Linked DNA regions of Mus musculus: all the other regions are linked to region 5. A link is a contact called in public promoter capture Hi-C data. All regions are on one chromosome and are shown on one strand. The core of a region is the stretch at or near the end of the contact, and the rest is flanking DNA. Distances in the headings are between cores, read along the strand shown. Region 1 holds the start of Rnf126 (ring finger protein 126). Region 2 holds the start of Thop1 (thimet oligopeptidase 1). Region 3 holds the start of Prss57 (protease, serine 57). Region 4 holds the start of Cnn2 (calponin 2). Region 5 holds the start of Atp8b3 (ATPase, class I, type 8B, member 3).

Region 1 (4,703 bases), core at 1,240-3,739, 770 kb before region 5:
GTTTCCTGCTGACACGTTCCCAGACAAGCCATCTTCCCAACACCCTGAAGCTCTGAAGCTCTGCCACTGCTGCAGCCATAGCCGCACAGGCACAAGCTACCTATTAGAACAGCTGTTCTCAACCTGTGGACCACAACCTCTCTGGGGTTGAAGGATTTTTTCACAGGGGTTCCGTATCAGATAATCTGCTAGTAAGATATATTTACATTACAATTTATAACAGTATCGTAATTATAGATACGACGTAGCAACAAAATAATTGTATAGTTGGGGTCACCACATGAGGAACTGTATTAAAGTGTCCCAGCACTAGGAAAGTTGTGAGCCACTGCATTAGAACCCTGCTCACTTGTCTGGGGAGAGCAGCACAATGGGCAGCTGATACACCAAGGTTGTGCTCGGGCTACAGCTGACAATCGACCCTGTGCTGAGACCCATCTGACCTTAGAGCAAAGCAGCAAGAGGTAGCACAGGGCCTGCGAAGATGCCACCACTGGAACTGGGTGTCTCTGGCGGTTAACTCAGGTGTCTGAGAGGCAGCTGAAACTAACACCGCATAGGACGGCCTATTCTGGAGTGTGGGCCATGGCAAGTCTCACTGAACCCACAGACCTGCCCCTGCTCCCTGTCCCACACTAGCTGCTCATACAAAAACCACCCATGCCGGTCAGGTGGTGGCGGAACACGCCTTTAATCTCAGTACTTGAGAGGCAGAGGCAAGCAGATCTCTGTGAATTCAAGGCCAGCCTGGTCTACAGAGTGAGTCCCAGGACAGCCAGAGCTGTTACACAGAGAAACCCTGTCTGGAGAAACAAAACAAAACATCCCCCATGCTCTGTTTAAACACTTGTCACTCCCTGACTGGCTGGCCTATACAAACCCTGTAAGAACAAAGACCATGCTGGGTCACTGGGGCTTACAGGTAGGCTCGTGCCAGGCACAGTGGCAGTTGAGAGGTCAGGGTCCTCCTTATTCAAGGGCACTGAGCCAGAACCTGGTGCTGCTCTGGTCCCAGTAAGGAAACCTGACAGCTAGGTGTACACCTGGGTCTGGCCATCTCCTTACAGAAAACAGTTCCCAGAGCTCACAATGGTGCCAAGGGGCAGCATAGTCCCCAGTCCAGGGGCGTCAAGGCAGATCTGGGGAGGCAAGGCTGAGGCACAGGAAACACAAGTAGAAATAACAATCAATTCCTATGTTCCAGGTTCACCTGGCACCCCACATACCACTCTCTCCAAGCTGCCCCCCTTCCTAGACAGGGTTCCTGTCTGTCCTGGAACTAACAGTTGGCCTCAAACTCAGACATCGGCCTGCCTCTGCCTCCCAAGTGCTGAAATAAAAGGTGTATGCCACCACCTGAATTCTTGGAGTTAATCGCCCTGAAGAATGTCATGGTGTCACCATCCAGAGGGAGAGTGCAGAGACCAGAAGGAACTACAGCACCTCTTACCACCCACCCCGTCGTCACCCTGACAGACTCTGGCTAATTACTCCACCACCTTCTCCGCAATGGTAGATTGGCTTACACCAAACTAGCTACTACTTCTTCAAGGACCCACCCAGGCTTCCACCTCGAAGGGCAGGAGCAGGCTCCACGCTTGGCCTGGAAAGGCCACGGTAGGTTGCAAGTACTGAGCGATCACCTTTCCAGGAGCGAGCCTCAAACCTGGGTATGAAACAAGGGATGCCTGGAAGGTGGGAGGTTCTGTCCTGGGAGAGGAGGCCTGGGGATACCAGCCTAGTCAAAGTCACTCTCAAGAAACTTGCAGGATCCCTGGCATGCACCTGGACAAAACCACCTTGAACCGGAAAAGATGCAGGACACCCAAGCAGGGTCCTCAGGATAGATATGTCCAAAGCTACGAGGAAGAAGCAGGAGGCCAGGGGACAACCAGGTGGGGACCGGGGGATGCAACTGGTCAAAGCCACACTGAAGCCTTAGCACAAGGCCTGTAACAGGCAAGGAGGTGCAGGTACGACCTTCCCAGACCCTCCAGCTCCGCCGTCGGATTCGCAGCTCCTCTGGGCGCAGCAGCGAGGCCCGGGGCGGCGCTCGAGGCCGCGCCGCGCGCCCCCGCGTCCTGGCCACGCGCTCGGCGGCCGTCCCCAGCGCGGAGCTCAGCTTCCGAGCCCCACCGGGTCCGACCAAGCCTGCGTCCCTCGGGCGACCCCGCCGCCGCCCTAGGTTCTTGGACCTGCCCGCCACGCTGCTCGCACCCCGCCGGGTCTCAATTTCCCCTCTAGCCAGCTTCGCGCGCACAGCTCCACGGCCCTCCCGCCCAGGTCTCACCGGCAGGCGCGGCACGATCTCTACCGAGCAGCAGTGGCAGAAGTACCGTCCGGGCTGCGGCGACGCCTCGGCCATGGCCACCGCCGCCTCCGCGCCGCCCGCCCCCCGCGCGGCGCCTGCCGCCGGCCGTTTGCTGCTCCCTCGCCGGCCGACGCGCCCGCGCACGCTCACGCATGGCACGCACGGCACGCACGGCAGGCGTGGGGCTCGCGGAGAAACGCGGGCAACGCGCTGCGGGGGGCTGACTCGTGGAGAACGGTGGCCGCACTAGGACAAAATAAGTATTTCCGGAAGCCAGAGACCTGGGTCCAGTGTGTGGGGCGGAGCCTGGGGGCGAAGCGGCGGAGCCTAGTCTCCTTAGTAACCGGGACGGAGGTGAGGGTCAAGACTGCAGAGCATCTTGGGGGCGTGGCCTATCTGGTGTGGGCGGAGTCTAGAGGGCTTGGCACTTGGGGGTGGAAGGGCGGAGTCACGCTTGAAGAGTGCGGAAGTCCAGGGACAGCGCGAAGGCGGGTCGCCTTGGCGATGACTTTAGGAGGTGAAGTCAGACATGGAAGCAGAAGAAGTCAGAGATGGGGGGCCAGCGAGCGGCGGGGCTACGTGGGGGAGAAGACTTTTTGGCAACCTGCGTGGGACAGGGCCTCGGGGAAGCCTCCGCGACCAAAGGGCGGGGCCTTCGTGGGGGCCCGGGATGTCTCTTTGGCAACCTGGGGTAGGTTATAACCTGTAGGCAACTGGAAAGCTTTAGGGTCCGCAGGCTGAGCCTGCGCAGGGCGGGGCCGGGTTTCCATGGTGACGAGACAGCGACGGGACCAATCCTGGAATCCGCCTAGGAATTTGGCGTGAGCCTGGAGGCGGAGCTCCAAGCTTGCGGGGGCCGTCTCCTTGGCAACGAGGATGGGCAAGCCTGAAGGCGGGTGACTATCTCCAGAGCGGGGATGTAGTCGACAGGGCTGAGTTTCTCCGGCATACGGGATTGGATGTAGAGGCCTCGGAAAGCCAAGTACAGTCGCGAAGTTGGAGTCCTTGAGGGGCGGGACTTGGTTGCCTTGCCAATGGCTTAAGTTGTTAGGGCTATCCCTAAAAAAAAAAAAAAAAAAAAAGTGAGGGACGGGGCCTAAGAGACTCCTCCTCTTCTTCGAACCATCAAGCCCTCATTTCCCAGCTTCCTTCCCCTCATTTAGCCTTCCAGACAAGCTTGCCTGTGGATATTTGCTTGCACTGCACTGCCTGTGCCTCCAAGTGCTTGGTCCCCCAAACTCCGGAGTCTCGGCTGCAATGTTGCCTTTTCACGCGGTCTCTACAGCCCTCCTACATACACTTATGTACACCTGATAATCTGTAAAAACAGTGCCGGGCAGAAGGGAGTATCATGTCTGGACGATACACATCAGGTGTTCCACAAACACCCGAGATAAGGATGAAGAAGGGATGCATTCTCTGGTAGAAGGAGGATCCTCTAGCCCGCAGGCACCCCGTGTGACTCTTCAGGAGTGAATGAAGCCTGCGTCGTCTTCTAGGCTAGGCCCAGAATGTTTCTGAGGTTAGTTCCTGTATTTATTTACTTATTCGTTCAACATTCATCTAGCGTCTATGAAATGCACACAAACACTCCAGCACCATAAGGCAGGGGGGAGGCTTGGACTCTAAACTGACCTTGGATATCTCTGATGACACAAGAATGACTTCCTGGGGGTGAGGAGGGTACATTGCAAGCAGAGTTTTGAAGAAAGAATAGGAGTTACTCAGAGTTAGGATTCCTGCAAGAAGGGGAGGGACAGTCAACCTTCACACCTGGCCTGCTTTCTGTCCCCATTCCCACCCATTCCGGCATTGACCACCAGAGGGCACATGGCCCCCATCAATCGGAACTAGTTATCCCACTAGAGCCAAGTCTACTGTGGTGAGGCAGCCCCTCAGTCGTTTAAACACGCCAATATTCAATGGAGAGACCTTCCTCTGAGCAGCTCAGGGTAGTTGAAAAGTTATGGGGCAGTGGGCGTGGGTTGACTTCCCAATCAAGCCATTGCTGTGTCATTGGGCAAATAGCTTAACCTCTCTCTCTGAACCATGGCAGAGCTTGCATCCTGGGAGCCTTCTCATACACACACACACACACACACACACACACACACACACACACACACAGTCGGGGTCTAGCCTCAACACAGGATCGGAGTTTTCAACTGGAAGCAGTGATATCTGGAAGACCCATAATAAACTCACACAGTCAACTTTTCGGGTACAAACTGACAGGCTTAAAGTTGAGCTCTCCCCCCCCCCCCCACTTTCTCTCTTTCAGCTTGACGCAGTATGTACTCTTGAGGCTGCGGTTGTGCTCTTTCGTTTGCTCCCTTTCTCACACACTCTCCTCTCACTCTCTCCTCTCACTCTCTCCTCATACTCTCTTTCC
Region 2 (4,836 bases), core at 2,282-4,781, 530 kb after region 5:
TAATTGAATGTTTTGTTTTGGTTGTGTTTGTTTGTTTAGCAAGGCAGAGGGAATGGGGGAGAAGGGCAAGGCCTGCCAGAGCTATGTTTACCATGCTTGGGCCAGCCAGAATCCCTTCACCTATGAGCCTAGGGGGCCGTTTTTATTCAACCCCCCCCCCCAAGTAATGAGAACTCCCTAGTCTGATACAAAACCTGACCATCAGTGTTGAATTCTCTAGTCATGTTGGCTAGGGGCTCAGTGGGTAGAGCACCCTCTGGGCATGCATAAAGCCCATTCCCAGGACTGCAGAAACCAGGAGTGGTGGTAAATGTCTGCCATCCAGCACTCTGGAGATGGAGGCAGGAAGGTCAGGGGTTCAAGGCCACCCTCTTAGCAAATTCCAGGTAAACCTGGGCACTCGAGATCCCTGTCTGAAACCAACAACATAGCAGGAGCTGAAGAAATAACTCAATAGTTAAGAGCACTGACTAGTCTTCCAGGGGACCAGGGTTCAATTCCCAGCACCCACAAGGCACTTTACAGCCATTTATTAATTCTGTAATAGCTTTTTTTTTTTCTTTTTCTTTTTTTTTTCCATTTTTTATTAGGTATTTACCTCATTTACATTTCCAATGCTATACCAAAAGTCCCCCATATCCACCCACCCTCTTTTTTTTTTTTTTTTTTTTTTTTGAGACAGGGTTTCTCTGTATAGCCCTGGCTGTCCTGGAACTCACTTTGTAGAGCAGGCTGGCCTTGAACTCAGAAATCTGCCTGCCTCTGGCTCCCGAGTGCTGGGATTAAAGGTATGCACCACCACACCGGGCTCATTTGTTAATTTTGATTCCAGATGCCTTCTTTGGGCTGCTGTGAACACTGCATGCAGGTGGCACAATCGACAAAACACCCAAGTACATACATTTAAACGTGCATGCATGCACACATATACACAAACACACAGGCACACACACACACAAGCACATGCTCACACACATCAGAGGCAACTTGGCTCGGGATAAAAGCATTTGCCACCAGGTCACATTTCTGTCTGTCCCAGTGTTGTGTGTGTGCACGCGTGTGCATGTGCCTTGTGTGACATGTCTGTGGTAGACCGAGATTGAGGTCCAGTGCCTTCCTCATTCATTTCCACCTTGGATCTCAAGCCAAAATCTCCCATTAAAGCAAGAGCCTGCAGATTCTGCTGGTCTAGCCTGGGCACTTGCTCCTTCAGAACTCTCCTGTCTCCTCCTGCTGCCAGCTTTTTTGGGTACTGGGGGTTCAAACTTCCCAACACGGTGAGTGCTTTGCCTGCAGATACATCTTCCGGGGCAGGGGAGTTGTTTTGGGGCAGGGTGGTGGTGGGTGTAGGCACGCACCATTGATGACCAGTGTCAACTGTCTCTTTGGTTGGATCTAGAACCACAGGGAAGATGGCTTCTTTGATTGCCTGTGGGGAATTTTTTTTTTTGAGACAGGGTTTCTCTGTGTAGCCCTCACTGCCCTGGAACTCACTTTGTAGACCAGGCTGGCCTCAAACTCAGAAATCTGCCTGCCTCTGCCTCCCAAGTGCTGGGATAAAAGGCATGCGTCACTACTGCCCGGCGTAGGGGGATTATCTTGATTATGTCAGTCAAATGAGCCAGGAAGGCCCTCAGTCTTGACTCTGGAGAGGCCATTTCCTGGGCAGATCCTAGACTGAGTAATTTCGAGCAGATTTCTGGACCTTGGACCAGGAGTGACTATTGCTTCTCCCTACAGGAACTGTACTTTGAGATGCGTGTTAAAATAAATGCTGTCTCTCCACTATCCTATGTTTTAAAAGTTGCTTATGTGCTTGTGTGCATACACTTAAATGTATGTGTGTGCACCATATGTACACAGCACCTGCTGTGGCCAGAAGAGGACATGGGGTCCCCTGGAGGTGTGAGCGGCCCTGTGGTGTGGGGATCTGAAGTCCAGTCTTCTGGACTTGTGCTATTACTGTCGATGTTTCTGCTCAGATGGAAGGGCACACGGAGACACGGAGCTCAGGAACCACGCAGGGAGCCCTCTCAGCAGAGGTGTTGCAGTTCCCAGGGGAGGATATCCCCGGCTGAGCTGAGGAGCTCAGGAGCCTTGTTTCCCCGCACCCCGCTCTCCCACCCCCCACCCTCTCTTCACCTCGCTTCTTCTTGGCTCTTCCGATGAGAAAGTCACACCAAGCAGAAAATCTCATGTAAGAGATTTATTGGTGGGTTCAGGGTGTGGAGAGATGAATCTTCCCTCTTCTCCTGGGAGTAAAACATTAGGGAATTAGACAAAGGGCGGGGCTTACATAGAATTTCTTAGGAGGCAGGGCTTTTCAGGGCAGAGATTTCCAGATTAACGATTGGTGGAATTTCAAGTCCTGAGCTTGAGGAGCTCAGGGATTGGTGGGTTTTCCTGTTCGGGGATTGGTGACTTTTTTCCCCCTCACCCTCTTTACCCTGCATCAGGCCCATGGGTTAGTGTGAAAGTCCTTCCAGGCCACAGCCAACTTTTGCTGAGGCGCCATCTCTGTGAGGCTGCTCAAGGAGGCTGGAGATGAGGTCCTATCACTGTGGGACAGTTCCTGTAGGACAGCTCCTGCAGGGGTGTTCTTGAGGGGCAACCTCTGTTGTGTTGGGAAAGGTGATACACTACTGTAGACAGTTCTTGTGACAGCTCCAGGCTGAGGAGATGTCATGGTGCCAACATTTTAACAGGAGCCGCCAACAGCTCCTAGGAGGCATCTTAACGTGCCACAGGCTGGTGCAGGAAGGAGGGGCCAGCCCTGGCTTTTGCAGTACACCGATTATCAACTACACTTGACCACAGAGCCATCTCTCATGTTTTTTCAGACAAGGTATATAGTCCAGGCTACTCCTGCAGGTTGCAGGTTGGGTCAGTTTTGTTTTACTTGGACTGAAATTGCAGGTATAAGTCAGCACACTCAGCTTACAAAAACAAAACAAACAAGCAAAAACCCGTGGCGGTTCTCACTTGCATTCCCAGAACCCAGGAAGCTGGGGCAGGAGGATTGCTACGAATTTGAGGCCTGTCAGCAAATTCAGACCAGCCTGGGCTACATGAAACTTTGTGTCAAAAAAAGGAAGGAAAGAAGGAAGAGAAGGTTGGAGGGAGGGAGAGAGAGAGAGAGAGAGAGAGAGGGAGGGAAGCCAGGCATGCTGGAGCACTCTGGTCATCTCAGAACTCAGAAGGTGGAGTCATGAGGAACTGGCTGAAGAACAAAAAGAAATGAATTGAACGAACAGACCAAGCACAAACGCACACAGCCTGTATAGAGTGAAATCCTCACAGAAAAGGCAAGGCAGAGAGGGTGTTAGGTTTCCATGGAAACAGCATCCTGGCGTTCCGAGGGTGCGTAAGGCTCCGCCTCACTCACCTATGACAGCCAATTGCGGGCTCCACTGTGTTCAGCGCATGCGCAAAATCGCACCACTGACAGGGCAAGCTCGGGATAATGTGGGCGGAACCGCGATGCACCGGCGCCAGACTGGTTGTTCCTGCGCATGCACACTCGCGTTGACCAGCTGCCTTCGCGCGCACGCGCCTTCCTAGCGTGCTCGGAGCTCGCGGGCGGCGGGCGCCTCAGTCTGAGAGCCACAGCAGAGGAACTGGCTCAGGTGAGGCGAGCTCCGAGGAGATCCGGACCGCACAGGCGTGAGGACCAGAGGAGGGCCGTCGCCGCCTCGCGCGCAGCCGACCGCCATGAAGCCCCCCGCAGGTACCGGTCGCCCCTCGCCCAGGCCCTCCCTTTCTCTCCTCCTTCGGGCAGATGGAACCTTTGGGATTCCCGACCCTGACCCCTTCGTCTGCAAAATGAATGAACTAACTTTCCCATGACTTCAACCTCTTGATAAACTGAATTTTAAAAGAATACTTTTCTCATGCTCCCTGCTATTCTAACTAGGGTAAGATGGACTGCCAACGGGGCGATGAGCAAAACCCACACATGGTGTAAAAGGCTCTAGTTCCTGGAAGGCTGCTGGAGACGGTGGCCTGGGAACCTCGGTGCCAGGACAGTGTGCTATCTAGCATCTAGAGAGGACCTAGTAATACTTCCAACTAGGTTCTTTTGTATTTTTAGGATTTGTTATTTTTAACTATTGTTTGTACGTCTGTGTGTGAGTACCTGCACATGTGTGTAGTATTCATGATGGCTAGAAAAATGTGGCCCATCCTCTGCTCCTGGAGTCAGTTACAGGTGGTTGAGAGCTAGCTGCCTTTCAGGGGTGCTGGGAACCAAACGCAGCAAGCACGCTTGATCACAGAGCTCCCTCTCCAGCCTCTTGAGTCAGCAACACAGGGGCTTAGGCTATGGTCACCCCACTTTGGCAGGGCTGGTTGGGAGACCCATCTTTCTCTTGCCAGGTCTGCTGTGTATGTGTGTGGGGCATCCCATATGGTGGAGCTACCAGGCAGGGATTCCCGTCAGTTGTAGACATGACTGTGACCCAAAAAGATGAAGACTTGTTTGGATTTTTTTTTAAACATTATTTAGTGTGCTTGTGGAGGTCAGAGGACAGCTTGCGGGAATCAGTTCTCTCCTTCCACCTAGTCAGTTGTGGGGATTGAACCTAGATCGTCTGCGTTGGCAGCAATCACCTCCAGCTGCTTAGTCATCTTGGGTCCCCTGGACTTGCTTAATCCAGAGAAGGAAACAGAGCCAGTGCCAGCCTCTCTTCCCAAGTGTGGGAGACCGAGACTAGGAGGATCCCACCTCCAGAAATTGCAAGGGTAGCCTGGACAATCTGGCAAGATCCTATCTTAACCCATGAACAGAGGACTAGGGAAACAGCCCAAAGGGCCCTGTGTGTGACCTTCCTGTATCTG
Region 3 (4,643 bases), core at 586-3,085, 750 kb before region 5:
AGTCCCCGGACTGTGCTGCTCTCCCCACAGTTAATGTGAGTCCAAACAGTAGCACATGTCGCTTGTGTCGAAGATGATCATAGTTATTATGTTTGATTGTTATCACCAGAAGTGCCCGGGCGTGGGGGTAGAGAGTTGGTCCTGTCTGTGTCACATCCTGGCTTCCTGATGGCCTTAAGTTTATCCCTCAGTGGCCCCAGCATGTCACCTGTCACTGAAGCAATGGGCAGCTGACACCACCCAATGGGTATGAATCAGGAAGCCTCCACAGTAGTGATGGCCCTCGAAGCTCACAGAGGCCATATAGGGCCGGGAATGTGGCGTTACCTCATGGCCTCCAACAATGTAGGACCCACAGCAACCTGGAAGAGGTGGGGCAATGTGAGAGACAAGGACAGGACAGGTAAATCAAGGGCAATGGAGCACAGCCCTGGCAGGGAGTAGGGGTGGAGGCTGGGCTGAGAGGAAGGGGCAAACCTAGAGGGAGGCATCCAGGAAGCAAAGGCAGGAGGATCTCTGTGGGTTCAGAGTCAGCCTGGTCTACATGGAGAGTTACAGGCCAGCCAGGGCTACATGATGAGACCTCGCCTAAGAGTGAGTGTGTGTGTGTGTGTGAGAGAGAGAGAGACAGACAGACAGACAGACAGAGACAGAGACAGAGACAGAGACAGAGACAGAGACAGAGACAGAGACAGAGACAGAGATGAGACAGACAGACAAAGCCAGTCCCAGGCACCCTCAGCACCACATAAGCATGGTGTAGCAGTGCAGGCCTGCTGTTTCAGAACTCTGGAAGTGGAGGCAGGAGGATCAGGAATTCAAGGTGATTCCCTTTTCAGCTGCCCAGCTATTTCAAGGTGCCTGGACCACGAGAAACCCACTTTACTTAAGAGAAATAGAGGGGACCAAGTGGTGGGGCACACCTTTAATCCCAGTGCTTGGGAGGCAAAGGCAGGCAGATTTCTGAGTTCGAGACCAGCCTGGTCTACAAAGTGAGTTCCAGTACAGCCAGGGCTACACAGAGAAACCCTGTCTTGAAAGCAAACAGATAGACAGACATGGATGGATGGATGGATGGATGGATGGATAGATAGATAGATAGATAGATAATTAAAGACTGAGGCTAGGAGACCTTTTGGGCCTGTGATAGGTTCAGCAGGCAAAGGCACATGCTACCAAGCTTGACAATCTGAGTTTAATCCCAGGAACCCCTATGGTAGAAGGACAGAATCGACCCCTGCAAGTTTTCCACTGGTTGTGACAAGCACTATCTACATGTACTCTCTCAAAATAAATAAATGTAATTTTTAAAAAATAGGAGGCTTGGAGAAATGGCTCGTTATTTAAAACCCCTGGCTGGTCTTACTGAGGACTTAGATTCTAATGCCAGCATCTACATGATTGTTGGAACCGACTGTAAATTCCAGGGGATCTGATGCCACCTTCTGGTTCCTCCAGGTACTGCAGGCATGCAAACATACAGGCAAAACACTAATACACACAAAAATAAAAACAAAACAAAACAAAAGCTAGGAAGCCCAGTCTCCACGATCTTGTACCTGAGGTGGCTGAAGTCCCTACTGGCTGCCCCACCCCCACCCCATAGCCTCCTGCCTGAGCAAGAGTACACGTGCATCCTGTGTGGGAGCCTGGTCACCTTGGGTAGGGTCTAATGGCCATTTGGAGTTCTCACCAGGGAGCCACATGAGCTGGGTCAGGGCAGCTGCTGTAGTCAGCACCAGACAGTGCCAGCCTCCTCTTGTCCCAGGCACCATAGCTGTAGAGGATGGCATCTTTCTGGTGAGGTCTGCAGGTGCAGGAGGCACCCAACGGTTCAGTCCAGAAAGTTGTTCCGGGTCTGTGGTCTGTGGTCAGAAGGTGGAGCAGGCACTTCTGGAAATCAGGGGAGGCCACGTTACTGTTTCTTGTCTCCAACTGTGCTGCTCATGAAAACCCAGAAGTTTAGAAACAAGATTGGTTTGTGAGCTCAAACTCCCCTTGTACCTTCCTACTAGATTATCTGGCCACTGAACGCATTCAGACCTTCTCAGGGGACAGTCATCCTGGAAGCACCAACTCTGCTTATCTGTCTGTCCCCAGCCAGGTAGCCCAGGAGCAAGCACCTTGACCCTTGACCTCAGTTTCCCCATCATGAACCTGAGGTCAGTGAGGACCATAAAGCTAGTTCTTTGGGGAGGGCTCTGAGTTGGGCTGACTTTATTGCTTTTACTGAGGTCCTACTGTATACCATACTTCCTTGGAAGAACTGGGGACATAGCAGAGAGTGACCCTAAGGTCTGGAGTCCAGAGACCACCCATCAGGATATGTGCTGGGCTTGGGTTTCCTCGTGGTGGGGACCTTTGGGAGAGAAAGTTCAGTTATCTGGCCTCTAATTCAATACGCTCTTGAACTAGCTATCCAGCTGAGAATAGCCCTGAACGCCTGCCTGCCTCTCCCTCCTCTATCCTCCAAGTGCTAAGGCCACAGGTGTTGTCTACCATGGACCCACGTAAGGTGGGAACATAAGCTTCCCCTAGGTTGTGAGATGGAGCCCAGAGCACACACTGGCTGGGCTTGTACTGGTCCATGCTTGTTAGCAGATGCTGCAGCTTTAATTAAGTCTGCTACAGGCTATGCCCTAGTTGGCCTGTAGGACCCACCCCAGGGCTGATGCAAATGGTAGGTACCTAAGAGCAGAGAGGGGCTTGGGTGAACTCAGGGTGCACAGTGGTCCCAGACAGCTCAGGAAGGGGAGAGGGCTCAGGGTCAGCAAGGGCATCCTGCAGGAGAAGGCACTGTTGTCTTAGCAACAACCTCCCAAAAGGGTCACTCCATCCCCCACTGAGGATGCAGGGGGAAGCTCTGCACCATTGGCCTTTGAGGGAGCCAGGGCTCAGGAAGGTAGTAGTGACCAGACACAGAGCAGGAGGGGAAGGAGGGAGAGACCCCAGAGAGCCAGGGCCAGAGGAACATAAGAGAGTAACAGAAACAGGTGAAGGTGGAATGAGACAGAGAGGGAGGGGAAGACAAAGACAGAGATAAGGACAGAAAGAAAGCCAAGCCTGAAGAGGATGCATACCTTTAACTCCAGCTCTCTGGAGACACTGGCAGATGGGTCTCTGAGATTAAAGCCAGCCTGTTTTACAGAGTGAGTCCTTGCCAAACAAAAAGCAAGCAAGCAAGCAAACAAACAAACAGAAAGCAGGTCTGGGGAGAAGGCTTAGCAGTTTAGAGCACTGGCTACTCTTCCAAAGGACCTGGGTTTGGTTGATAGCACTCACATAGTGGCAGTGGATCTGTCCCCACTTCTGGCTCCTGTGGGTACTGCATGCATGTGGTATATACACACAGAAAAACACTCAGAAAATAACAAATAAAATAAATGAGAGGGAGACAGAAACAGAGATGAAGACAGCGATATAAAGAGAAATCAGCGGGGATGACGACAGAGAGTGGGAAGGTGTGTGATGCAGGGTGGGCGCGTGCCTTTAGTCCTAGCTCTAAGGCAGAGGCAGGCAGATCTCTGTGAGTTCAAGGCCAATCAGGTCTATAGAGTGAGTTCCAGGACAGCCAGGGCTACACAGAGAAACTGTGTCTCAGGGGGGAAAAAAATCGCACAGCAAGTGCAGGAAAAGTTCAGGCTGCAGACGCAGGAGCCCTGTTGCTTCTCTGTTTCCTTCTGCTTTGATGAATGGTTGTGAAACCATCTTGCACTCACCTCAACTGCCAACTGCCAAGCTCCCAGCAGCCATCTGGACCCTGGCCTGGCCTGAGAAACCCAGGAAGGGCTCCCATCTCCGTTCTGGGGCATCTGGGAACCCTTTGAGATATTAATTAATTTATTTATTTATTTATTCACTGCCTGATTTTTGTGTTTTTGAGACACTATGTGTATATAGAGACCCAGTGAAGATCTGTCAGTGGCTTTGACAATGAGAGACGAATGGTGTGCAAGGCTCAGACATGCCCCCAGCTCACCAACCAGGACGTTGGCTCTCCATTTCCTCCGACTCTCCTGGAAGTGGCTCTCTTTTTCTTAGACAAGGACTCAGGTAGCCAGGTTGCCCCCAAACTCACTATGTAGCCAAGGATAACCTGGGACTTTTATCCTCTACTTCCCAGGTGCTGAGGTGACAGATTTGTATAGCCACATCAGCTCACTTCGGGCTTTTTTCTTTTTAAGATTTATTTATTTATTTATTTAATATATGTGGTGAGTACACTATTGCTCTCTTCAGACACACCAGAAGAGGGCATCATATCCCATTACAGATGGTTGTGAGCCACCATGTGGTTGCTGGGATTTGAACTCAGGACCTCTGGAAGAGCAGCCAGTGCTCTTAACCATTGAGCTATCTCTCCAGCCCATAACTTTAAAAATACATATCAATACATACACACATACACATTGGTCTCCCTAGGTAGCCCAGGTGGGCCTGGCACTTGTGGTCAGGGAGACTCGGCATGTGTCACCATGCCCAACTCCAGCATCCCTTACTTTTTAATACTTGATTTTGCTTGTATGCATGTTCTGTGTGCAGTGTAAGCACATGCGAGTGGGGCATGGAGAGCAGCCCCAGCTCTCCTTCCTTACCATCTATCTGATTTTCTAGGGCAGGATCTCTCCCTGGCCTCAAACTTG
Region 4 (4,741 bases), core at 218-2,717, 550 kb before region 5:
CTCATCTACTCATTTTTTTTTTTTTTGAGTGCCTGTCTGCGCACGACGCGCATGCAGTGCCTACAGCGGCCAGATGGGGGCGTCGGGTCCCCTGAAGCTGGAGTCACAGAAGGCTGTGAACACTGGGGGTGTGTGTGAGGGCTGTGTATGTGGATACAGGTGCGCTGCAGATGGAGAAGAAAGGAGGCGAGGAGGGTGGGCTGGGGAGATGGCTCAGGTCTGGGGAAATAGCTGCTCTTGCAGAGAACCTGGTTGTGGCACCTGCAGTTGCTGTCTCAGTGCTCAGCACAGTGGCCTGGATGCCCTGATACCCTGCTAAGCCTGTGTGCACCCCACACAGCATGGCCGCTCTTGACAAGTGCTTTCTTTAACTATTCCAAAAAGGTCTTCAGTGTCCCGACACCTGGGGCTTCCTGCCTGGTCACAGGAACCTGTGTTGTCCACAGTTTGGGACCATCTGGAGTCCGGTGCTCCACTGTACAAATTCAAAAACTCCAGCAGAGCCCAGAGAGGAAGGATTTGTCTAAATCACAGAAACCCAGAGAGGTGGGAAGAAAGCCACCCTTTAGAAGTATCCAACCACTGGGCGTGGTGGCGCACGCCTTTAATCCCAGCACTTGGGAGGCAGAGGCAGGTGAATTTCTGAGTTCGAGGCCAGCCTGATCTACAGAGTGAGTTCCAGAGAAATCCTGTCTCGAAAAAACTATGCTTCCGTCCTATGGCCAAGGCCTCTCTGTCAAGCCCTGAGACTCCCAGCATCTGTCTGCCTGTGTTCCGTGGGGCAGGACCAGCCCCTCAGGAATCAACTTGATCCATCTACAGACTCAGGTTGAGCTCAGGCACTTACTGAAAGGATATCATCCTCAGCCACTCCACCCTCACACAGTCAGCCAGCAACCCTCAGCCCTTCTGGGAGCCCCACCCCGACCTCCAACCGATCGCCTTCTCCCACCCTCCATATTTTGCACTTGGTGTTCTAGCAGAAAGCCTTTTCCCTTTGGACTGAAAAACTCATCCATCAGTGCTCCAGCTCCCGAGGCCTCCTTCTCTGAGAAGCTCCCCTCGAGAATCCTGTCTATGCCGCCCCTGCCCCTTCCCACTGAGATGTTTGGAGAGGGAGCAAGATTCTGGTAAGTGCCGGTAGTGGCAGAGAAGGTTTCTAGCCAGATTTTAGGATTTAGGGTCCCACCGAACAGTTTTCTGTCTCTCACTATGATACAGGAGGAGTAAACTGACTTCTGGCCCAGGTCGGAAGCCCACGCCCTTCGCTGCCTCAGTTTCCCGCAACTACAAACGGGACGGCGGGCCCCTCCTGATCGGCCGGGATGCTAGGGTGGCTCCGGCGGGCGGGGGTCCCGGCGGCCGAGGGGGGCTCAGGAAGTCGCGGCCACAGGAATTCGGCGCTTCCACGCCTTATAAGGACATTTGCTCTGCCAGCCAATCGGCGGCGGGGGCGGCGCTCAGCCCCGTCCCGGGCCGTCCGCCCGCAGCCCGACCCTCTGCCGGTCCCGCTGGTCCTCCTGTCCCGCTCCGGGGTCCCGCGCCATGAGCTCCACGCAGTTCAACAAGGGCCCGTCCTACGGGCTCTCGGCCGAGGTCAAGAACCGGGTGAGTGGGTTGCGGGGCTTGCCAGCCTCGAACGCACGACCAATGGGAGCGGGGCTCGCCAGCCTCGAACGCGCGACCGATGCATGAGCCGGGACAGCTGGGCTTTGCTTTACCCTGATATCCGGAGGGTCTGGGGTGCTGTGGGAAGCTGTGGCGTCTGGGAGGCTGGGGACCCATTTTATCCGCATCCTGAATGTCACCTCCAGCCCCGCCCCTGGACCTCTCAGTCCCCGGCGCCCCGGGCTTCCTGCACTCTGTGCCCCTTGCAGGATGTAAGAAAGTTAAGGTCCGGGAGAGAGAAAGCGAGCACACGAGCGATCCGGGCGTCTGAGAGTGCCCCCTGAGGCCCCATCTTCATTACCTGTCGAAACTTCCGTTTCATCTAAGCCACTTAAGTTGGGGACAGGGAAGGGGGCGGGGCCGGTGGCCTTCTTAACAGGGTGTGGTCCGTTCCAGGACTCCCACACACACCTGGGAAAGGGCTCACTGAGAGGAACCGCAAATGCAGGAGAACACTGAAGTCACCAGTTTCGGAGGGACATCTGGGGAGCCATACAGCAAGGTGTCCTGAGCTGATGAGGGAGACACTGATCCCAGACTTAGGGGGCTCAGGCCTGACATCCTGAAACCTTCTAGATAGATCCGCCAACCACACGCACACACCTGGCACCTGGGAATGCAAGTTTCACAGTCAGCTAAAGCCAAGCAACCTGCCTAGGCACGCTGAAGCTACCAGTCGGACCCACCTCCGACTGGCACCTGCCAGGTCCCTACAAGTGACACGAGAGGCATACCTACCTCATGCCACCCATGTGCTATCCTCAGCCTGCTAGAGACAAGTTGCTATTTCACTTCCCACCCTGGGCTCAGAGAGGTTGCTCTAGCTCCCCAGAGACACACAGCATTCTGACGACCCTGCCCAATTCTTCCTGGACAGACTGGACATCTCCCTGGAACAGAGAAAGTGAAAGAAAGAGTCAGGACAGCCCTAAGGATAGAGTTTTAGGAGCTGGGTGGGGCCAGGGACAGGTCAGCACTTGCTCAGGGGATGAGCTCTCAGATCCCCTCCAACTGTGGAGCTGGGAAGTGGACCCCCCCCCCCCAGTAGCCTGCAGGGGTCACAGAAGGGTTGCATCGTCCACTGGGAGGGGGGATCCGGAGACTTTTCTGCCTGACCTATGTGCCTCAGTTTACCCCCCTAGCTGGCCCATATCCCGTGGGACTTTGTTCGGTCCAGTTGAGGAGCCTGGCCACTGGGGAACAGCTGGTCTTGATTTAGACCCGGGAGGCCACCGCATTCCTGGTAGTTTGTGGCCTGCGGGCAGGAATGCGCTGAAGGGCAGTGGGGAGGGAGGTGGCCGCAGCGGGCGGGACTGAGCCCCTGCCCTCCTCCTTGGTCCTCAGAGTGGCTAGGGACGTGGCACAGCTGGACCAGGCATGCTTGGCGTCCCTGGCCGACCCCTGTTCCCCTCTGGGCTGTCCTTGCTTTTTCCTGTGGGAACAGCTGCCCCGACTGCCCCTGCACCCAGCTAATCCCACTTCGAAGGATTTTAAAAGACAGGAAGGGGAGAGGGAGCGCCTGACAGCGAACTCTTACACAAACCAGTCCATATAGGAAACTGCCGGGCATGGTGGCGCACGCCTTTAATCCCAGCACTCGGGAGGCAGAGGCAGGCAGTTTTCTGAGTCGTAGGCTAGTGGTCTACAAAGTGAGCTCCAGGACAGCCAGGGCTACACAGAGAAACCCTGTCTCGAAAAACCGGGGGGGGGGGGGCCGGGGGACTGGCGGATGGAGAGATGGATGGGAGCACTGATTGCCCTTTTGAAGGACCCAGCAGCACTGTGACTCCAAAATCTCACACCCTCACACAGACACATAAAGTAAAGATTAAAAAAAAAAAAAAAAGAATACTGCACTCCTTTAATCCTGTGTGAATCTCTGACCTGGTCTATATAGAGAGTGAGAGCAGAGAACCCCCCCCCAAAAAAAAAGAAAGAAAGAAAGAAAGAAAGAAAGAAAGAAAAAATGAAAGGAAGGAAAGAAAGAGATGGGGAAACTGAGGCCAGGAGAGTTGAGTTTTTTTTTCACTGCCCACACAGGGCAGCTCTCCTGCTGCCTTGAGAACATGAGAGAAATCTGTAGAGGGAGCGCCCGCCGGGGGGCTCCCAGCGTGGTGCGGCTCCCAGCGCGGCGCATCGGTGGGAAGTTGAGTATGTAGGTCGGGCCTCCTCGGAGGTCGGCCAGCTGGAATACTGCTCAGCCACGAAAAAGAACAGGCCTCTACAAGTGTCAGTAGTGAACCTTCTGGATGCAAAGCCCTCTGCCTATAGGAAGTGCTCAGACACTGTGAGGATGGACTGGCGCTGGACCACCAGCTGAGCTGGTGCTGAGTGCTGGTGCTGGTGCTGACTTAACACAGCCTGTTGCTTTCATCCCCAGCACACCAAGGTGACACGTGTCATCCTGCTCTAGGGAGGTGGCGGCAGGAGGTGGCGGCAGGAGGTGGCCTGGGCTTTCAGACACCCTTCTTGCCCCGCTGTCTCTGGCCTCATCTACGAGGCCACTCCCACGGGGGCGTGTCTGCTTCTCACCTCAGTCCTAGCTCTTTGCTCTTCCAGCTCCTGTCCAAATATGACCCCCAAAAGGAAGCAGAACTCCGAAGCTGGATAGAGGGACTCACGGGCCTCTCCATTGGCCCTGACTTCCAGAAGGGTCTGAAAGATGGGGTTATCCTATGCACGTGAGTGTTTATCAGCGCACAAGGGCATCGCCCCTGAGCGCTCCTCAATGCATGGCTGCTGTATGTTGTATGTTTCTGGTTTTTTTTTTTTTTCTTGTCTTATTGCATGATCTCTCTTTTATTGTTCATTCTCTTTGCTCACTGTGTTGTCTTTTTAAATTGTATTATTTAGGGTCTACTTCATTTTTATTTGTGTCTGTTTTTCCTGCCCAACCCCACCCCATCTGTGTGCACATGATTGCACTTTCCTCAGAGGCCATAAGAGGGCGCTCCAGTCCTCTGGAGCTGGCCGTTCTGACATGGGTGCTGGGAACTGATCCCAGGTCCTTGAGCAGCAAACAGCTAGCACCCTTAAGCCCTGAGCCCTCTGACCGGCCCCTCCGTGCCTTTTC
Region 5 (4,328 bases), core at 1,360-3,859:
CGGCTGAGCCCAACTGCTCCTAGTATCGGGCGCTGGGTGGGAGGAACCGTGACGGGTGGATTCTCAGTGTGCAGTACCCTCAAGCCACTTCCACTCAGGGATCAGGGTCCCAGCAACTCCTCATCACCGGACAGACTGAGGACATAACCCCATTTTAGTCTCTAGTGAGGGCTGAGGGGTACCCCTCTGTCACCCCGCTTCTCCTCCCTCTCCATCCTGCCATCCCGATGATGTGAGACCGCACCTGTGTCTTTATCCTCAAGGTTCTCCCCGAGATGAACTCCATCCATGCCGGTGGGGCTGTGGAGTGGGGAAGAAAGACCCCTAAGTCACAATCACCCTGGCTGTCCAGTGCTTCTGGATGGTGTCTGACACTACCCTCATGGACCTTGAGATCTGCTCTCTAAAATACTGCCGCAAAAGCCAATCACAAGGGAATCCCAGCACAAGGGAGGCTGAAGCACGAGTATGGATGGCTTCAAGTCCCAGCCTGGCTCGGGGGTGAGCAGCAAGACCTTGTGTTGGAATAAAATAAAGACTGGAGGGTGGGGAGATGGGATAGGGGGTTCTGGAAGGGAGACCTGGAAATGGGACAACATTTGAAATGTAAATAAAGAAAATATCCAATAAAACGGGAAAAGGAAAAAGAAAAGAAAAGAAGTAGCCCTAGGTATTCACAAAAATCAATAAAAAAAATAAAGGCTGGGGTATAGGTTAGAGGATGGATCTATCTATCTATCTATCTATCTATCTCTCTATCTCTCTATCTCTCTATCTCTCTATCTCTCTATCTATCTATCATACATGCATATCTCACCTTCTCATGTCTACCTCAGAACTGCTCTCTGGACTTGCAGGACCCAGCATTACATCCCCCATCTATAGCTGGTCACCTGAGGCAAGGAACCCCACCTCTGAGATGCTGTAGCCTCGAGCCCTAGTGAGGAAGCTGTGGCTGGCCCGTCCAGTCTCCTCCATGCCCCTCCTGTTCCACCTGCTCCTGCAAGGCCCACCCCACACCCCACACATGCTCAGTCCATGTTTGCTGACTGACCCCACGGAGCTGAGGGGTTGTATATGTGACAGCTCACGGCTTGCGTATATTATGAGCATGGAGCCATGTTAAGATAGATCTGGTGTGTTGGCACCACACCAGATCCCTTTAATCCCTGCCCTTGGTACACCAAGTCAGTGGGTTGCTGTGAGTTCAAGGACACTCTGCCCTACATAGCAAAAGCCTGTCTCAAAGGAGGAGGAGGAAGAAGAGGAGGAGGAGGAGGAGGAAGAGGAGGAAGAGGAGGAGGAGGAGGAGGAGGAGGAGGAGGAGGAGGAGGAGGAGGAGGGAGACAAAAAGATCTGGCCTTGGGATTGCTAAGTGTAGTGACAGGGTCTCACTCTGCTGCTCTTACACCCATAATTCTGCTCCAGCCTCCTGGAGGAGCTAGGATGACAGACCTGTGCTCTCACTCCTGGCTGGGTCTGGTAACTTAAGACAGCCCTATACCTGGTGACATGGGTCCTCCCTGCTCCCTTCCCGGGGGGCAGATCTTCAACCACCACCTGAGCACTCACCCCATCGGTCCCCCAGTTTACCCATATGCCCCCCACTGTCACCACCCTGCCTGGTGGATTTCTTCCTCACCCTCCAAATTTCACTCTGTACTTCCCAGACCGGCCCGTGGGAATCATGCGCCTCCTGGGGGCTTCCTGAGCAGCTGGGGTGTCCCCCATCTTGCCTCTGGTCACCTCTCTTCTAGAGCTTTCACTGTCTTAATGTCTGCTGAACCCACATTTCCCCCAGGACAAGGAGTCCTGGTGTCTGAGTCATGTGTTTCCCCAGGGCATCTTGGGGCCCCACCTCCTCCTGGCTCAGCACCAGCTCTGGGTATTGGGCTTTTCCCTGATTATCACGTGAGGAAAACTGAGGCTGGAGAGGGTGTGGGAAGGATGTGTGAAGAGATCTTGATTCTAGGGAACACTCTAGTCCAGGGGTTCTTAACCTTCCTAATGCTATGACCCTTTAATAAGTTCCTCATATTGTGGGGACCCCAACGACAAAATTGGTTTTGTTGTTATTCCATGACTAATTTTGCTACTGTCATGAAGCATAATGCAAATATCTGTTTTTTTCAGATCGTCTTAGGTGGCCCCTGTGAAAGGGTCGTTTGACCCTCCCCAGGTTGAGAATTGCTACTGCACTCAGTCTTCCTTTCCAATGTTTTTCAAAGTTTCCAAAATCTTCCTGTTCCAAAGTGTTCCTGCCCACTCACCAGACACCCCATTAGCAGTATTCCCCAGCGGCCATGACGCACAGCCCTAGTGAACTCTAGTGGTCACCAAACTGTCCTGTAGGTAAGCTCCACCTCGGTGTCTGGTTTTATGAACCTCAAGGGGGCACCATCTCCTGTCTCAAGTGCTGGCATCCGGGCCCAAGACCCCTAGAGCACAGAGAGGTCACAGTGGCGCCCAAGGATGCACAACTCGTGAGCATCGGTGCTCACCTGCGAGGGCCGGGCTTGGTGGGGCCTGGCTGCCTAGGGCGGGCCGCCAGCGGCGTCCAGGGCCGCCGATGTTGTGGAGCTGTTAGCCTGGTGCCAACGGGTCTGAAACGGGTGGCGCGGGCTCGTGGGGCGGGGCATTGCGAAGGGGGCGGGGCCTACCAGAGCCTTAAGGCCTGCAGCTTAAGGGCAGGAGAAGGATAGGACCAGGCGACAGGGGCGGGGCCTGGAGAAGGTGGGGCCTAGTTGAATGGCACAGAGGGTAAGGGTAGAGCCTGGAGTTGTGGGCGTGGCTGAGTCTTCGGGGTGTGGTCAGGTCTCGTGGGCGGAGTCGTGTTTTAGGAGCTTGGCAGAGCCAACCTTGTGCTACAAACCAGGCTTATGGGTGGAGCAAGAATTAATTGTACAGCCAGGCGTAGTGGCATACGCCTTTAATCCCAGCACTCGGGAGGCAGAGGCAGGTGGATTTCTGAGTTCGAGGCCAGCCTGGTCTACAAAGTGAGTTCCAGGACAGCCAGGACAGCTATACAGAGAAACCCTGTCTCAAAAAAAAAAAAAAAAAAAGCGGAGACCAGGCTTCCAGGGGAGTCTATTCCTGGTGAGCGTGGTATTACATCTCAAGGATGGGACAATGCTTTGTGGGCGGAGGCATGAGTCAAGGGCCAGGAAGGAAGGAAGGAGGGAGGGGGTTTGGGTAAACTAGAAAGGACAGGAAAGCCTTGGGAAGAGGTCAGGGAGGAAAGGCAGGGGTCTGGCATCTGGAATCTCTGCGGGCAAGGCCAAGATAAGGCCAGCCGTAGAACAGAAAAGGGTCAAGCCAGGCAGTGGTGACACATGCCTTTAATCCCAGTACTTGGGAGGCAGAGACAGAGGCAGGCCTGGTCTACAGAGTGAGTTCCAGAACAGCCAGGGCTACACAGAGAAACTCTGTCTTGAAAAACCAAAAGGAGGAGGAGGAGGAGGAGGAGGAGGAGGAGGAGGAGGAGGAGGAGGAGGAGGAGGAGGAGGAGGAGGAGAAAAGAAGAAAAGGGTCAAGTCATGATCCAGGGAGGGAGGCAGAGACTAGGGCATGGCTGGGGTATCAGGGACAGGCTCAGAAAAGGTGGGTCTGAGCTTCATTCTGCAGGGCAGGAGTTAAGTTCAAACTGGTCTCAAGCTTTATTATGTAGGGGAATGCAGATTAATCCTCCACCCTATATAATGACAGCAGCCTCTCACTGAGCTACATCTCCTGCATTTGGGAAGAGCATCTTCCAAGCACACTAAGCACAGTATACTCCAGCCCAACTAAACATTGCTGAATTGGGGATTAGGAGTGGGAAGGTTGCACACCAGTGAGCACGGTTGAGCCAGGTCTGTATCTGTCATGCCTAAGTGGGAAAGGGAGCCCACAAGGCACTGATGGGCTATGTTGATACCTGTGTACAGTGGATGTATGCCAGGGATGCTGGCCACGGTACACCCTGAAGAGGCTGTAGTCAGCCCTGCCTCTAACCTAGCCCTCAGTGGTTATGTCCACCTCCTGTCTCCCAGTGTATGCTGGCATAAAATGAATGAACTGGTGGCTGGGATAAGGACGGCACTCAGGACCAAGCCTCCACCAGAATAGCAAACTCTGGAAGCTTTGAGTCCCTGGAGCATGTTGAGGAAATAGCTACTCGGTTCACTCAGCTTTCGGTGAGCATCTGATCACATCTTTATGATGGCCTTTTTTGGGGAGATCCCCTACCCTGACTTATAGAGGATGGGGGTAATCACAGTGGAGAGGGCTCCCTCGAGTGCAGGCCTCTGGCTTTCAGGGCAGAGCCAGGGTTAGCTAAGGTCTTTGTT

The links. Promoter capture Hi-C pulls out the DNA fragments that hold promoters and counts their contacts. Capture Hi-C pulls out chosen DNA fragments and counts their contacts.
Region 1: a contact with region 5 is called in a promoter capture Hi-C map of pre-B cells, with 3 times the contacts expected there. The contact joins the promoter of Rnf126 here to the promoter of Atp8b3 in region 5. A contact is called at or near these places in 1 of 39 promoter capture datasets (pre-B cells) and 1 of 115 datasets of contacts at active chromatin or transcription factors (pancreatic cancer cells).
Region 2: a contact with region 5 is called in a promoter capture Hi-C map of liver, with 3 times the contacts expected there. The contact joins the promoter of Thop1 here to the promoter of Atp8b3 in region 5. A contact is called at or near these places in 2 of 39 promoter capture datasets (embryonic stem cells and liver) and 1 of 9 other capture datasets (liver).
Region 3: a promoter capture Hi-C map of pre-B cells shows a contact between it and region 5, with 4 times the contacts expected there. The contact joins the promoter of Prss57 here to the promoter of Atp8b3 in region 5. A contact is called at or near these places in 2 of 39 promoter capture datasets (liver and pre-B cells).
Region 4: a contact with region 5 is called in a promoter capture Hi-C map of pre-B cells, with 2.9 times the contacts expected there. The contact joins the promoter of Cnn2 here to the promoter of Atp8b3 in region 5. A contact is called at or near these places in 2 of 39 promoter capture datasets (liver and pre-B cells) and 2 of 115 datasets of contacts at active chromatin or transcription factors (bone marrow-derived macrophages and pancreatic cancer cells).

The regions. Positions count from the first base shown.
Region 1 is chr10:79,764,463-79,769,165 of GRCm38.p6, forward strand. It overlaps Rnf126 (ring finger protein 126), which reads right to left and starts at 2,490. Exons shown (of 9, transcript NM_144528.3): 1 at 2,291-2,490. The coding sequence starts at 2,365.
Region 2 is chr10:81,066,552-81,071,387 of GRCm38.p6, forward strand. Thop1 (thimet oligopeptidase 1) reads left to right here and starts at 3,532. Exons shown (of 13, transcript NM_022653.4): 1 at 3,532-3,727. The coding sequence starts at 3,712.
Region 3 is chr10:79,787,150-79,791,792 of GRCm38.p6, forward strand. It overlaps Prss57 (protease, serine 57), which reads right to left and starts at 1,836. Exons shown (of 5, transcript NM_001042710.1): 1 at 1,694-1,836; 2 at 209-362. The coding sequence starts at 1,793.
Region 4 is chr10:79,987,133-79,991,873 of GRCm38.p6, forward strand. It overlaps Cnn2 (calponin 2), which reads left to right and starts at 1,468. Exons shown (of 7, transcript NM_007725.2): 1 at 1,468-1,608; 2 at 4,228-4,349. The coding sequence starts at 1,546.
Region 5 is chr10:80,536,515-80,540,842 of GRCm38.p6, forward strand. It overlaps Atp8b3 (ATPase, class I, type 8B, member 3), which reads right to left and starts at 2,610. Exons shown (of 28, transcript NM_026094.3): 1 at 2,502-2,610; 2 at 245-300. The coding sequence starts at 290.